Linked DNA regions of Oryctolagus cuniculus: region 2 is linked to region 1. A link is a contact called in public Micro-C data. All regions are on one chromosome and are shown on one strand. The core of a region is the stretch at or near the end of the contact, and the rest is flanking DNA. Distances in the headings are between cores, read along the strand shown.

Region 1 (6,538 bases), core at 2,104-4,603:
GTTATGTTCTTTTACTATCCTGATATTCTGTTCTTCTACCCTGCTGTCTGGTGACTTCTCTGAGGACCGAGTTTCAGCAGCAAAGCGGTGCACTCCGTCATGAGCAAGAAGCATCGGGCTTTGCTCTGCAGGCGTTGGGGGATGATGTGTCTTGTTGAGGGGTGAATAACAAACGGATTTAATTCCTGCTTAAAACAATCATTGTATTCCAAAATAGAATACGAAAAATTCCTCTGTAATAGAAAAAGAAATGTGATTCCAACTGTATATTTTCTTTTCTTTATTTATTCTCTGTAAGTCTGTCAGAATGATAAATTGTAAATAACAATGATTAAAGAGTCGTGCTACTGATGGAGCCCTCTTCCTGCGTGAATTGCTTCAGTTCTGACTGTTGTTACCCTCCTCCCTACGTTATTTCTGGAGAAGCCATGGGGCACAGGGCCGAGCTGGGGTGTAGGTGGGGTGGACAGCTGTCTTTTGGGGCTGACAGAGGGGTATTTAAACAGGCCTTGAAAACATTAGTTGAATACATTAGTTGACTTCACACTGGGAGAAAAGCATCTTGGTTTTGAACAAATCCAAACACACTAGAGATTGGGATTTTGTGTCCTCACAATTAGTCCAGTTCTGGAGAACCCAGTGCAGGCCAAACTCTGAATGTTTATTGTTATTGTTCCAGATTTGTCTTGTTTGACACACAGAAATCCCTTCTCAATCAAAATACGATCTGTCTCTAAACATGTCTCAACAAAGACTAGGAACAACCAGAATACAGACTCACACTTCACAACAGAGATCAGGAGAAAACCATCTGGAACAACATGTTTCTGATTTGTCCCCTGAAGAGGAAGTTTATATTTTTACTTTTCTGAGCATGCTTTTTTCCAGCAAGGATCATAGTGGGTAAAGGAATGGATATAAATTTTCAGAGACTAGCCAGAGGACTCATGAAAGCACACCCTGACTCCCACGCTTGATCCTAGTCAAAAGGCTGAGAAGCGGCACACCTTGACTCCTCAGCGTGTCTAGTCTGCAGGACTAAAGGCTAGGCGTTCTAGTAGCTGTGTGGTGGGAGTGGGAGTGGGAGTGGGAGTGGGAGTGGGAGGAGAAACAAAGGAGGAAAACACAAACAGGAGAGCAGAGATAGTTAAAGTGACACCACACCACTTGTAACACCAGGCCAAGATTTAAAAGTTGATATGTTTATGGTATAAACATGCTATGCATATATTTGAATATATAAGTCACTGGGCACAGAGATTATATCTACTCTTGAATTTGAAATAACACGTTAAAATTGGCCTTTTGGCTAAGATCAAGTGTGAAATAACAAGTTAAAGGACTCTGTATTTTATTCAGAGACTAGCAAACTGATTTATCTCCGTTTATAATTGTATATTCATTTCTTAGTTGAAGAAGAAATGTACACTATTCTATCTTCTGGGCCTTGAATCCTAAACAGCACTGACTCCCAACACACAGCCTCTTATCGTCTAATGAACTGGGCAAAATCCTGCTCCCAAAGCTGTTTTGGGTCAGGTTGGATGTATAACGATTTGAAGGGAAGAGGGCTGGGATGAAGAGTTCATACAAGGGAAGCCACATGGCACTTCCAGCAGCATTCTTCTGCCTCTGCAAACTAGAGACAAGTTACTGCTGGCGAGTTTCATATGGACTGAGAACAGGGCTCTGTTGTGGGAGCTTAGATGCACTTACCCATCCTCTACCTAAGGACTGTTTCAGGTACCATAAAAGGAAATCTGTTTCAAGGCTTAGGGCAGAGGCAAATTTACTACATGAACCAATAAATAGTAGAAGTTGTTATGTTTGCTCCATCCCAGTCATGGGACCACTATGTACCTCACTGTGCTGGTTTTCAGGAAAACGGAATGAGTTCACACACAACACCTAAGATACACAGCCTGGGACGATAAAAACCATACTTATGCACTTATTTGGCAATAACAGTTTATTATGTGGTTACAAAGCTGCATCCTACATATGATAAAATATTTTTAAAATACAAAATTAATTGACATCTAGCAGAGTTCTATTCTCCTGGTCCCTCTGGCACCTCAGCCCATCATAAGCATCCTGAAAGCAGCAGCTTTAGCTGAGTAAAGGAACAGGTCAGAGTGGTCTCACTAGGCTTGGATGGAAGTCATGGTGGAGTGAGATCGCTGATCTCACTCTGAAGTCTTCTGGCCTTCATTTAATCCATAGCCTGTTCTATGCTGGTTATCATCCCATGACCGTGGGGATGCTGAACATCTGGGGTCTAGCCCCACCTCCTCGGCAATAATTAGTTTCCTATGTAATTGACTACAGAATTCTCTCTTTTACATGTCACCTCCCAGCTCCAGCATGTTTTAAAAGGAGCCTTTTGTGCTAGACTCTCAGTATTGAGGTTAACTATACCCCAGGATGTTCAGAAAATATTGTTAACTTGTGGTTTCTTTAGAACAGTGAGATGAGGGTAGAAAGTGATTTTCACACCAACTATAAAAAATTTTTATTTAGGAATTTAATATTCAAATAGATTTGTTTGTTCAATCTATATTTTATTGGTTCAGGTGATAACTAAACTAGTTGGTACCCTTCTGGGATCAAATGCCAATATAGATTATGTGAGGCTTTTGCTGAACCATTGTTGATAAATAATGAAAACTTTGAAAATGCCATGAAGTTGATTAAAGCATGTTCAGTAGAGACCTATGATGGTCTCTACTAACTCAGCAGGAACCAAGTCTAGTGATGGGTCTGCCGAGGCTGCTATAAATCCAGAAATCCAGATTAGGCATTAGAAACTTCACAGCACTTTTATATGTATGGAATCTAATAACAAACAAACAAAAAAGATGTCTGTAGTTTTATGGCTTTGCTTTTATTTCCCTAGCAATTATTATTATATGTATTTTCCAGGAGTGTCTATCTGGGAAGTCTCGGAAACAGAACCGTTGCTTTACCAGAGTTCGCAGTATTCCAGAGAACCAAGTTCTGAGATTGATTCCACGCCCATGATTCTCCGTAACATTCTTAATGAAACCCATGTTCATTTACAGAGCATGCTTCACAGGAAGAGGTCAGAAGCTGCGCTGTACAGTGGCTCAGCGCCCCATCAAACACGGAAGGGAAACTAAAGTAACACTCGCAACTCGGCTTCTAGATCCAAATCTCTCTCGTGTTAACCAGGAACTGCGGTGCGACCACTCCCACACCCAACAGCCGCGCCCACCGGCAACAGCACGAAGCACAGACGCCCAAGAGCTGAACGCGCCAGGGGCGGGCCCTGCGCCGCGAAGGGGCGGGGAGAGCCCGGATTGGCTCCGGCCGCTGCGTCGCGCGGCTCCGCCCCTCGGCCTACCTCACCCCACAGGCCCGGCGCTGCCCGGCGGACGGCGGACTGCGATTGGCGGGCTCGGGACGGAGTCCGCGACGCAGCGGGAGGTGGGGCCCAGACCGGGGCCTAGTGAGTGGGGAGGGTCGTGTCCGCCGCCAAGGAGGCTGTTGGATCCGAGCGCTTCCGACGGCGTTTGGGGTGCGCGAAGATGGGGAAGGTGGTTTTGATCACGGGAGCCAGCAGGTGAGGTGGTGGCGGGTCAGGGGTGCGAGGGGGCAGGGGTCTGCGACCCGCCTCGGGCTGACTGCCGGGAGCGCCCCTCTGTGGAAACCTGCTCCAGGTGTTCCACCGCAGATGTGGGGCATTTTGAGGGTGTTCAGGGGCTGGCGCTTTGAAGGTGAAAAGGGAAACAGGAGGGTGGCAGTGAGGATCCTGTGGTTATGAAGGGAAAGAGGGGCTGCCCTTGCAGCCCCCGCCCGCTCCCCTCTTTGACTTCACTCATTCACCTGCGGTGTGGTCCCCACCACGTGGCCGTGTTCTGGATTCCAGCTTCCGTGAGCGTTAGGACCGCGGGTGCTGGGCACCTGCCACTTTCTCTACAGAGACGCGGAGGCAAGGAAACTTTTCCTGCTGAGACGCGGGAGGAGTGCAGCTGCCACTCATCCCGGCGTTGCTCATTTGGACTCGGGCTGTTTTGTTCCTTATCTGCATTTCCATCAAGGGTGTGTGGGGGAAGAAACTAAACAAAGTTATGTTTCTACTTGTTGCACTGATGCTTGTGAAATCATTTACAATTGATGCACTCTGAGTTACTACCCAACCACATCCGTCCCTGTGAACCGGTTTCAAACTACGTGTCTGCCACTGGCACTTTCTTCGTGTGTTCTCAGAATTGCTTATGTGTTTCTCTTAAGTATATTGTGATATGTGCAATTGTATACTAGTATTAAAAGCCTGCTATTCTCAAGTGATGACGTATAAACCTAAATATATTTGATGCTGTGTTGGCAGAGCCAACAGATTACTATTGGTTCCAGTCTGTTTTGAGTTTCTGTTTACCTGCAGTCAGTCTAAGTTTTGGATGAAAACTTATTACTTAGGTTTTCTCTGCTGTTTGCCTCGCTGGTCGGACTGCTGGCCTAATTTTCTGTGCCGTTTTCTGTTGCTCTTTCTGAAGTAGTAGATTCATCTTTGAGTGACGTACTCATCCGTGTTTCACTTTCTTGGCCCTCATCTGATAGTAACTCTGTTCCTACCTTCTATGTAATCATCCCACATTCTTTCTTTTGTTTATTTATTTGAGAGTCAGTGTTACAGAGAGGCAGAGAGAGAGAGAAAGGTCTTCCATCTGCTGATTCACTCCCCAGTTGGCTGCAAGGGCTGGAGCTGTGCTGATCTGAAGCCAGGAGCCAGGAGCTTCCTCCAGGTTTCCCACCCTGGTGCAGGGGCCCAAGGACTTGGGCCATCTTCTACTGTTTTTCCAGGCCATAGCAGAGAGCTGGATTGGAAGTGGAGCAGCCAGGACTTGAACCGGCGCCCATATGGGATGCTTTACCCGCTACACCACAGTGCCAGCCCCTCTCCTTACTTTTTTTTTTTTTTTAAGATTTTATTTATTTATTTGAGAGGTAGAGTTACAGACAGTGAGAGGGAGAGACAGAAAGGTCTTCCTTTCATTGGTTCACTCTATGCCGGTGCATGGGCCCAAGGACTTGGGTCATCTTCTACTGCTTTCCCAGGCCATAGCAGAGAGCTGGAGTGGAAGAGGGGCAGTCGGGACTAGAACCCGTGCCCCCATATGGGATGCTGGCGTCGCAGGTGGAGGATTAACCTACTGCGCCATGGCGCCGGTCCCCCCTCTCCCCCTTACTTTTACAGATTTACTTGAAAGGCAGAATCTCATACACACATATGGTGGGAGGAGGGAAGGGGAAGGATTGATTTTCCATGTGCTTGTTGACTCCCCCAATGGCCGGCCCCTCTTTCTCTCTCTATTAGCTGTTCAGACATAGCAGTGGATTGAATTCTTTCTTGTTACTGATGCCTCTTCCTGAAAGATTCATCTGTTCCCTTATCAGGGATTTTTGTTGCTTGCCACAGCGGTAATGATACCATCAGCCGTTGGCCTTGAGGAACCTAGACAGCAAAATAAAACTTACAGGCAAGAAACAGATAATAAGATAATAAGAAACAGATAATAATAAGTGTTTTTAACACTTGCTGGTACTGTATTGAATTGCTTTCATAAGTGGCACTATAAGTACAAAACAAAAACAGGCAGCATAAACTGGATTCAACGAAGTGCTCAGGTACAGTTGATTCGCAGTCCAGTTATTGTGTCAGTGAACTGGTTAGGAATGGGAAGAACATAAACTGGACATCATCTTGAGCCAGTGGGAGAGATCTCTTTTCTTTCAGTAACGTGTGAGTGTTTTCTGTCTGGGCTGCTCATCGGAGCTCAAGTTTTCTGAGCCAGAGAGAAATGCCTCTGGCACTGTCTCAATTAATGTGTGCCCCGTGTTTGAATTGTCTTCCCAGTGGCATTGGCCTGGCCCTCTGCAAGCGGCTGCTGACGGTAGACGATGGGCTGCACCTGTGTTTGGCGTGCAGGAACATGGGCAAAGCCAAAGCCGCCCGCGCTGCTCTGCTGGCCTCTCACAGCGGTGCCCAGGTCACCATGGTACAGGTGGATGTCGGCGACCTGCAGTCGGTGTTCCGGGCTGCTGATGAACTCAAGCAAAGGTCTGTCCCCAGCTGATGGGCTTTCTTCCGTGAGATCGTGTTGCATGACATTTCATAAAATAAAGGATAGGAAAACCTGCAACAGGAAGAGGGACACTTTAGATATTATGCTGAGAAAAACTATATAGAGTGACTCTTTACGTCTCAATACCACATTTTCACCCTCAATCATGATCATAAGATTTTGTTATGTATTTACCCTGACATATGGTCAGTTGTGAGGCCTTATAGTAATACAACTACTATGATGTTTCGTATTCATATTCATTTTACATCTTTCTTCTGCGTTACAGACATTAAGTAGGTAGGGCCAGTGCTGGTGTTCAGCAAGTGACGACAAGGATACGGAAATAGGGATACTATGCCTAAGACGACTCCAACTTTGGGTGGGTGGGTTGGTCCTGGAGCTTGGTTCTCCTTCCTGTTTCCTCAGGAAGCTTTTATCCCCGAGGCCAG
Region 2 (6,538 bases), core at 2,324-4,823, 210 kb before region 1:
TTATGTACCTGAGACTTTTTCACATTTGGGCTTATAATACCTCATCTAAAGACTTATTATAAAGCTACAATAATCTAGACAGCATGGCGATGACAAGATCGAAAACTATCAGTGAAACAGGATGAAGAGTCAAGATATAGACTCTCACATACTCACATTTGGCCAATTGGTTTTCTTATTTGTTTATTTATTTGAAAGGCAGACCAAGAGAGAAAGAGAGCAAGAGTGAGTGAGTGAGTGAGGGATATATATTCTATTTGCTGGTTCACTCCCCAAATGGCAGCATCAGCCAGGTCTGGGCCGTGCTGAAGCTGGGCGCCAGGAATTCCTTCCTATTTCCCACATGGGGCAGCAGGGGCCCAAGCATTTGGGCCGTCATCTGTTGCCTTCCCAGGCCTATCAGCAGGAAGCTGAATTGAAAGCAGAGCAGCCAGGACTCAAACCAGCACTCCAATACGGGATGCTGGTGTTGCAAGCAGTGGCTTAACCTGCTGTGCCACAATGCTGGCCTCACCAACTGGTTTCCAACAAAGGCGTAAAGACATTTCAGTGGAGTGAAAAATAGTCTTTTAATCAAATCATGCTGGGATGATTATATATCCATATGTGAAAAGTGAATTTTATACAAGCATTGCCCTTTATGTAAAATTACCTTGAATTTGAGCATAGAACTAAATGTAAAACTTAAAACTTCTAGTAGACTACAGGAGAAAAATATCTGTGACCCGTGGTTAGGCCAAAATATCTAAGCCTTGCCACTAAAAGCCTAATTCAAAACAGAAAAAAAAAAAAGAACTTTATCAAAACTAAAAACTTTCTGTCCTTGAAGAGACATTTAAGAGAATGAAAAACAAAACACCTAAATTTTTAGAAAATATTTGCTAACCATGTATCTAATAAAGAACTAACATCTAGAATATGTAAAGAATTTTCAAAGTGAAATAATGAAAAAACCTAATTTAACAAAGAAAAAAATTTGAATACTTACTTCAATAAGGAGAAATTGATAATAAATGTATACATGAAAAGATACTGAACATCATTAAAGGAAGTGGAAATTAAAACCATGATGATTAAAAAGAGCGACTTCACCAAACCTTGGCAAGGATATGGAAGTCTCATAGCTCGTTGATGCCTTCTGATAGGGTATGGCTCTGTTGGAAAGCTCTCGGAGAGTTTTTTTAAAGTTAAGCATCAACTTAGCATGTCATCCAGCAAAAATCTTAGGAGAAAGGAATCGGACACAAAATGAGGTGCACACTATATAATCTTGTATATATAATAATCAAGAATTGGTGGGCCGGCGCCGTGGCTCAATAGGCTAATCCTCCGCCTGCGGCGCCGGCACACCGGGTTCTAGTCCCGGTCGGGGTGCCGGATTCTGTTCTGGTTGCTCCTCTTCCAGGCCAGCTCTCTGCTGTGGCCCGGGAGTGCAGTGGAGGATGCCCCAGGTCCTTGGGCCCTGCACCCACATCAGAGACAGGAGAAGCACCTGGCTCTTGGCTTTGGATCAGCGCGGTGCGCCGGCCCCAGTGGCCATTTGGGGGGTGAACCAATGGCAAAGGAAGACCTTTCTCTCTGTCTCTCTCACTGTCCACTCTGTCTGTCAAAAAAAAAAAAAAAAAAAAAAAGAAAAGAAAAAAAGAAAAAAAAAGAATTGGTAAAACTAATCTGTGGTGGAAAAAGAACAGTAAAGTCCTGTGGAAAGCGTATCTGTTGAGTGAGGAGCACAAGGAAGCCTGTTGAGTGCTGGCAATAGCCTGTGTTTTGACCAGAAGTGGTTACAGACACATTTGTATAAGTTCATTAAACTGAACTTCTTTGACGTTATATCTCAATTAAAAAGACTAAAGATTTCCTACCCTTCATTTTGAAGTCTTGAAACATATGTAAAAATAATTCATTGATCAAAGAGAGAGTCTAAATAACTTGTCAAGATTTCATAACTGGTAGTGGCAGAGCTGGGATTAAAATCTAAGTCTCAGGGCCAGTGCTGTGGCATAGCCAGTAGAGCCGCCACCTCAGTGGCGGCATCCCATATGGGTGCTGGTTCAAGTCCTGGTTGCTCCACTTCCAATCCAGCTCTCTGGTATGGCCTGGGAAAGCAGTAGAAGATGGCCCAAGTCCTTGGGTCCCTGTACCTACGTGGGAGACCTAGAAGAAGCTCCTGGTTCATGGCTTTGGATCGGCTCAGCTCTTGCCGTTGCTGCCAATTAGGGAGTGAACCTATGGATGGAAGACTGTCTCTCCCTCTCCTTCTCTCTCTGTGTAACTCTTTCAAGTAAAAATAAATAAATCTTTAAAAAAAATCTGACTTCACCGAAATCCCTGCTTTTAATTATTATTTTTTTAAAGATTTATTTTATTTATTTGAAAGAGTTACAGAGAGAGGTACAGAGAGAGAGAGAGGTCTTCCATCCGTTGGTTCACTCCCCAGATGGTCGAAATGGCTGGAGCTGTGCCAACCCAAAGCCAGGGGCCAGGAGCTTCTTCTGGGTCTCCCACGTGGGTGCAGGGGACCAAGGACTTGGGCCATCTTCCACTGCTATCCCAGGCCATAGCAGAGAGCTGGATTGGAAGAGGAGCAGCCAGAACTAGAACCAGTGACTATATGGGATGCTGGCACTTCAGGTTAGGGCTGCATCACAGCACCGGCCCCTTAATTATTCTACTACATAACTTACTCCTACACTGTCTGCTAATCCCAACAATATTATGAAATGCTGCATATACCACCTATATACCACCTATAGCTTTTGAAAGTAAAGGAATGAAATAGTTGTGCTTTGTGTGTGAGAGATGGGGACAGAGAGAGAGAGAGAGAATATCCCATCTGCAGTGGCCAGGCCTAGGCTGCAGCAAGGAGCCAGAAGGCAGAAATGTAATGGTCTCCCATGTGGGTGGCACAAATCTCAAATCCAAATACTTGAGCCGTGAGGCTGCCACCACGGTCTATATTAGCCGGTAGCTGGAGTCAGGGGCCAGCGCTGGGAATCCAGCCTCTGTACCCAGTTATGGAATGCAGGCATCTGGAGAGCTGAGCCAAACACCTACCCCTGCTTTATAACCTATAAGCAAACAGAGTCAAGGAGGAATGAAAACAACTGTTAATGAAGAAAAAACACCTGTTTTCAGTGCACGCCATTGGCAGTTGAAGGGATAGGCAAGTTGGTAGGAGGTAGCTCAGTCTGCAGTCTCCAGGAAGGGAGGATCTTTAAGCACAAAGAGAGAGGACCAGCTGGCTGTCACCTGGCCCCGCTCAAGTTAGTGTGAAACAAGGGAATCAGAACAAAGTTACGCAACACCAGCCCAAGGCCAATTACTGTCCCTGGGCCTAGGCCACGTTTCCTCTTTGTTTATAAGAGTGTCTGTGTGCATATGCACGTGTGCTTGCAGGACCAGCAAAGACCAGTTCTGAGAATAACTGAACACTTGAGAGCGGAACGCAGTTCTACTTAGGTGAGTGTGGTTGTTTCAATACAAAAGCTTTTCTCGCCCTGTTTGCCTTCCCTTTATCATCGTCTCAGCTCCTGTCCCCTGGGAAAGCCACGCTGGAGAGCAGAGCTTCTGGCAGATGGAATTTGGCAGTGGTCAGTCTCAGTAGACAAGGGCCTGAGGACAGGAAATTCTATTCAAGGCCATTTGCTAAGCAGTTAGTGAGAAGGAAAAACCTACCCATGTTTTGGTTTGTAGGTGGAGGTTGAAAACTCTACCCCTGTAGAGAACAAAGTTGTAAGTCTACCTGCATTGCTTGTTGGTCTTTATATATATATATATATATATATATATATATATTTATATGTATATATATTTGAAAGAGTTACACAGAGAGAGAGAAGGAGAGGCAGAGAGAGGTCTTCGTTCCACTGATTCACTTCCCAGGTGGCCACAATGAAGCCAGGAGCCAGGAGCTTCTTCTGAGTCCCCCACGTGGGTGGGGGCCCAAGGACTTGGGCCATCTTCCACTGCTTTCCCAGGCCACAGCAGAGAGCTGGATTGGAAGTGGAGCAGCCAGGACTTGAACCAGAGCCCATATGGGATGCTGGCACTATAGGTAACAGCTTTACTGGCTATGCCACAGCACTGGCCCCTGGTCTATTCTTAACTAGAAGGACAATATCCAAGTGGTGATTAAATTAAAGTCCCACAGTGACCCTTTGTATTAATATTTATTAGTAAAGGCATTTTTTAAGATTTATTTTTATTTATCTGAAAGGCAGAGTCCCAGAGTGGGAGGGAGGGAGGGAAGGGGGGGACCTCTCATCCACTGGTCCACTCCCCAGATGGCCACAATAGTTTGGGTTTGTAGCAGGATTTGTGGACCAAGACACCGAGGCCTCTCAACAGGAAGTAGTCTCTTATTATGCTGACGTAAGGCCCAGGTGAATTTTTTATCCAAAATCCCAAGTCCTAAACGAAGGAAGGTTTTCCCTTATCCATGGGGTCTCCCTTACATGGCTGCCTGCACACATTTGATTGGATATTTTGATGTTACATGGTGGCCACAGGACTGATACAATACTGCCCATGTGAACATAGTTACTGAAGATTTTTTTTACACATATACTGAGCTGTAAGCTGTCTGGCAAGGGTTAACATCATTGCTCCGTGATAACAAGCAGAACTCAAATGGTTACATGTGAGCAGATAGGAACTGCAGTGGAAGCATTCATAGGCAAGCAAATAACAAGCACATTTCATTTCCAGGACACATGCCTCCCTTTTTCTTCTTCTAACCTTGGGAAGGCCTCTACCACAACCTTAATCATGTCAGTTAGAAACAAGTTTAATCAAAAGACAGAGGCCTCTGTCACAGGTTGGGCCAAGCCAAAGCCAGGAGCCAGGAGCTTCCTACAGATCTCCCACATGGGTGCAGGGGTCCAAGGACTTGGGCCATCTTCTATTACTTTTCCCATGTGCTTCAGCTGGATTGGAACTGGAGCAACCGGGATTCCAATCGGCGCCCATATGGGATGCCAGCATGGCGGGCAACAGTTGAACCCATGGCGACATAACGTAGACCCCAATAAAGACCTCTTTTTGTCTAACCCTTTTATCTTTGCATCCAAGTTTTGTGGGCCTTCCAACAAGGACACGTGAATGGGCTTGTGTCCAGAGCTGTCTGCAGCCCTTGGGAGTGAGGCAGCAGCCCTTGGCTCTACTGCTGGACCCATCCTGTCAGGGAGGCTGGTGTCAGCAAAGCTTGAGGGTAACGATGAGCTAATTATCGGAAGCCGTGGGGCTTCAGAATGTATTTGCTTCAGCGGGTTTTCATGGCTTGAATTTTCATTTATCTTCTGAGCATACCCTGGGCTGGTTCCTGTGAGTCAGCTGCCCCCCTGGAGCCCTTGTCCTGGCTGGCCAGGGTTCCTGGAGTTCTTTGGAGCCTTCTGCATGGGGTTATTTCTGTGCAGCAGAGGGCAGTATTTTCAAATGCTCAGGCATTAGCTCCTCAGCTTTAGGAGAACCTGGGAACTGGAGACTCTAGGAGGTGGCGACTGACACGTGTAGCCCCGAAGGGCAGCAGGAATGCTCCGGGAGCCCACCCCGGCCAAGATTTTAGGGGGATTGCTCCCACGGTTCTCATCCTCTTGTTTGCAGATGATCCAAGAATGTAGTCTGAGTACTCCGTTTTACAGATAAGACGGCCAAAAAGAAGGGACGCCCTCAAGGTGGCACTGCTACTTAGCCACAGAGGTTAGAGTAGATCAGAGCTGGGATCAGTGACCAGGAGTCATCTGTTTACTGAGATTTGTGCTCTAGGTGTGGGTAGCATGGCAAGGACGATGGAGTCCGAAGAGGAAGAACAAAGGTCAGAACTGAGTTCCAGAAATAGCAGCAGCAGCATGGACTACAGAAATTGCACAAGTTTTTTTTTTCTCTATATACACTTTCCAGTTACTGCTAATGTTATATTTAAAAAATTGTTAGGGAAAGGCTTCTATCAAGTATCAAGTATCAAGTATCAAGTTCTCTCCCCACAAAGCAAGCACTTTAATTCTTATAACTTTTTCTTCTGGTATCCACTTCGATATTTTCATATATTTGTAATTTCTATGTGCACATATTATGATTTATTAACTTACCAGTTTTAGACATTATTATGTTATGGTGGATGAGGGTTTAGTATTCTTATGCCTTCTCTTACATATTGTCTTCCTGTGTTCTCTTTATAGCCTCTTAAAGTGCACATAGTACAATATTTGGGGGCCAGAGCTGTGGCTTAGTGAGTAAAGCTGCCACCTATAGTGCTGGCATCCCATATGGATGTCAGTTCAAGTCCTGGCTGCTCCACTTCTGATCCAGCTCCTTGCTGATGGCCTGGGAAAGCAGTGGAGGATGGCCTAAGTCCTTGGTCCCTTGCACTCACATGAGAGACCTGGAAGAAGCTCCTGGCTCCTGGTTTTGGATTGACCCAGCTCTGGCCATTGTGGCCTTAGGGGAGTGAACCAGCAGATGGAAGACCTCTCTCCCTCTCTCTCTCTCTCTCTCTCTCAGATCTCTTTCTCTCTTTCCTCTCTCTGCCTCTGCCTCTCTA

The links. A called contact is a pair of places that touch in the nucleus more often than the background predicts.
Region 2: a contact with region 1 is called in a Micro-C map of ear pinna, with 4 times the contacts expected there. The contact joins the enhancer-like site here to the promoter of HSD17B7 in region 1. A contact is called at or near these places in 5 of 6 Hi-C or Micro-C datasets (ear pinna, embryonic fibroblasts, liver and 2 more).

The regions. Positions count from the first base shown.
Region 1 is chr7:35,904,910-35,911,447 of mOryCun1.1, reverse strand. HSD17B7 (hydroxysteroid 17-beta dehydrogenase 7) reads left to right here and starts at 3,353. Exons shown (of 9, transcript XM_051857185.2): 1 at 3,353-3,583; 2 at 5,879-6,082. The coding sequence starts at 3,549. It overlaps DDR2 (discoidin domain receptor tyrosine kinase 2), which reads left to right. Exons shown (of 17, transcript XM_017345723.2): 17 at 1-355.
Region 2 is chr7:36,119,941-36,126,478 of mOryCun1.1, reverse strand. No RefSeq gene overlaps it. Among named protein-coding and RNA genes, the nearest start is that of DDR2, 37 kb to the right of the region's middle. Within about 2 kb of position 3,573, at least 1 of the 8 cell types and tissues checked has an H3K27ac peak or open chromatin away from gene starts, as enhancers often do. A contact at or near this core is called in ear pinna, where this site is marked.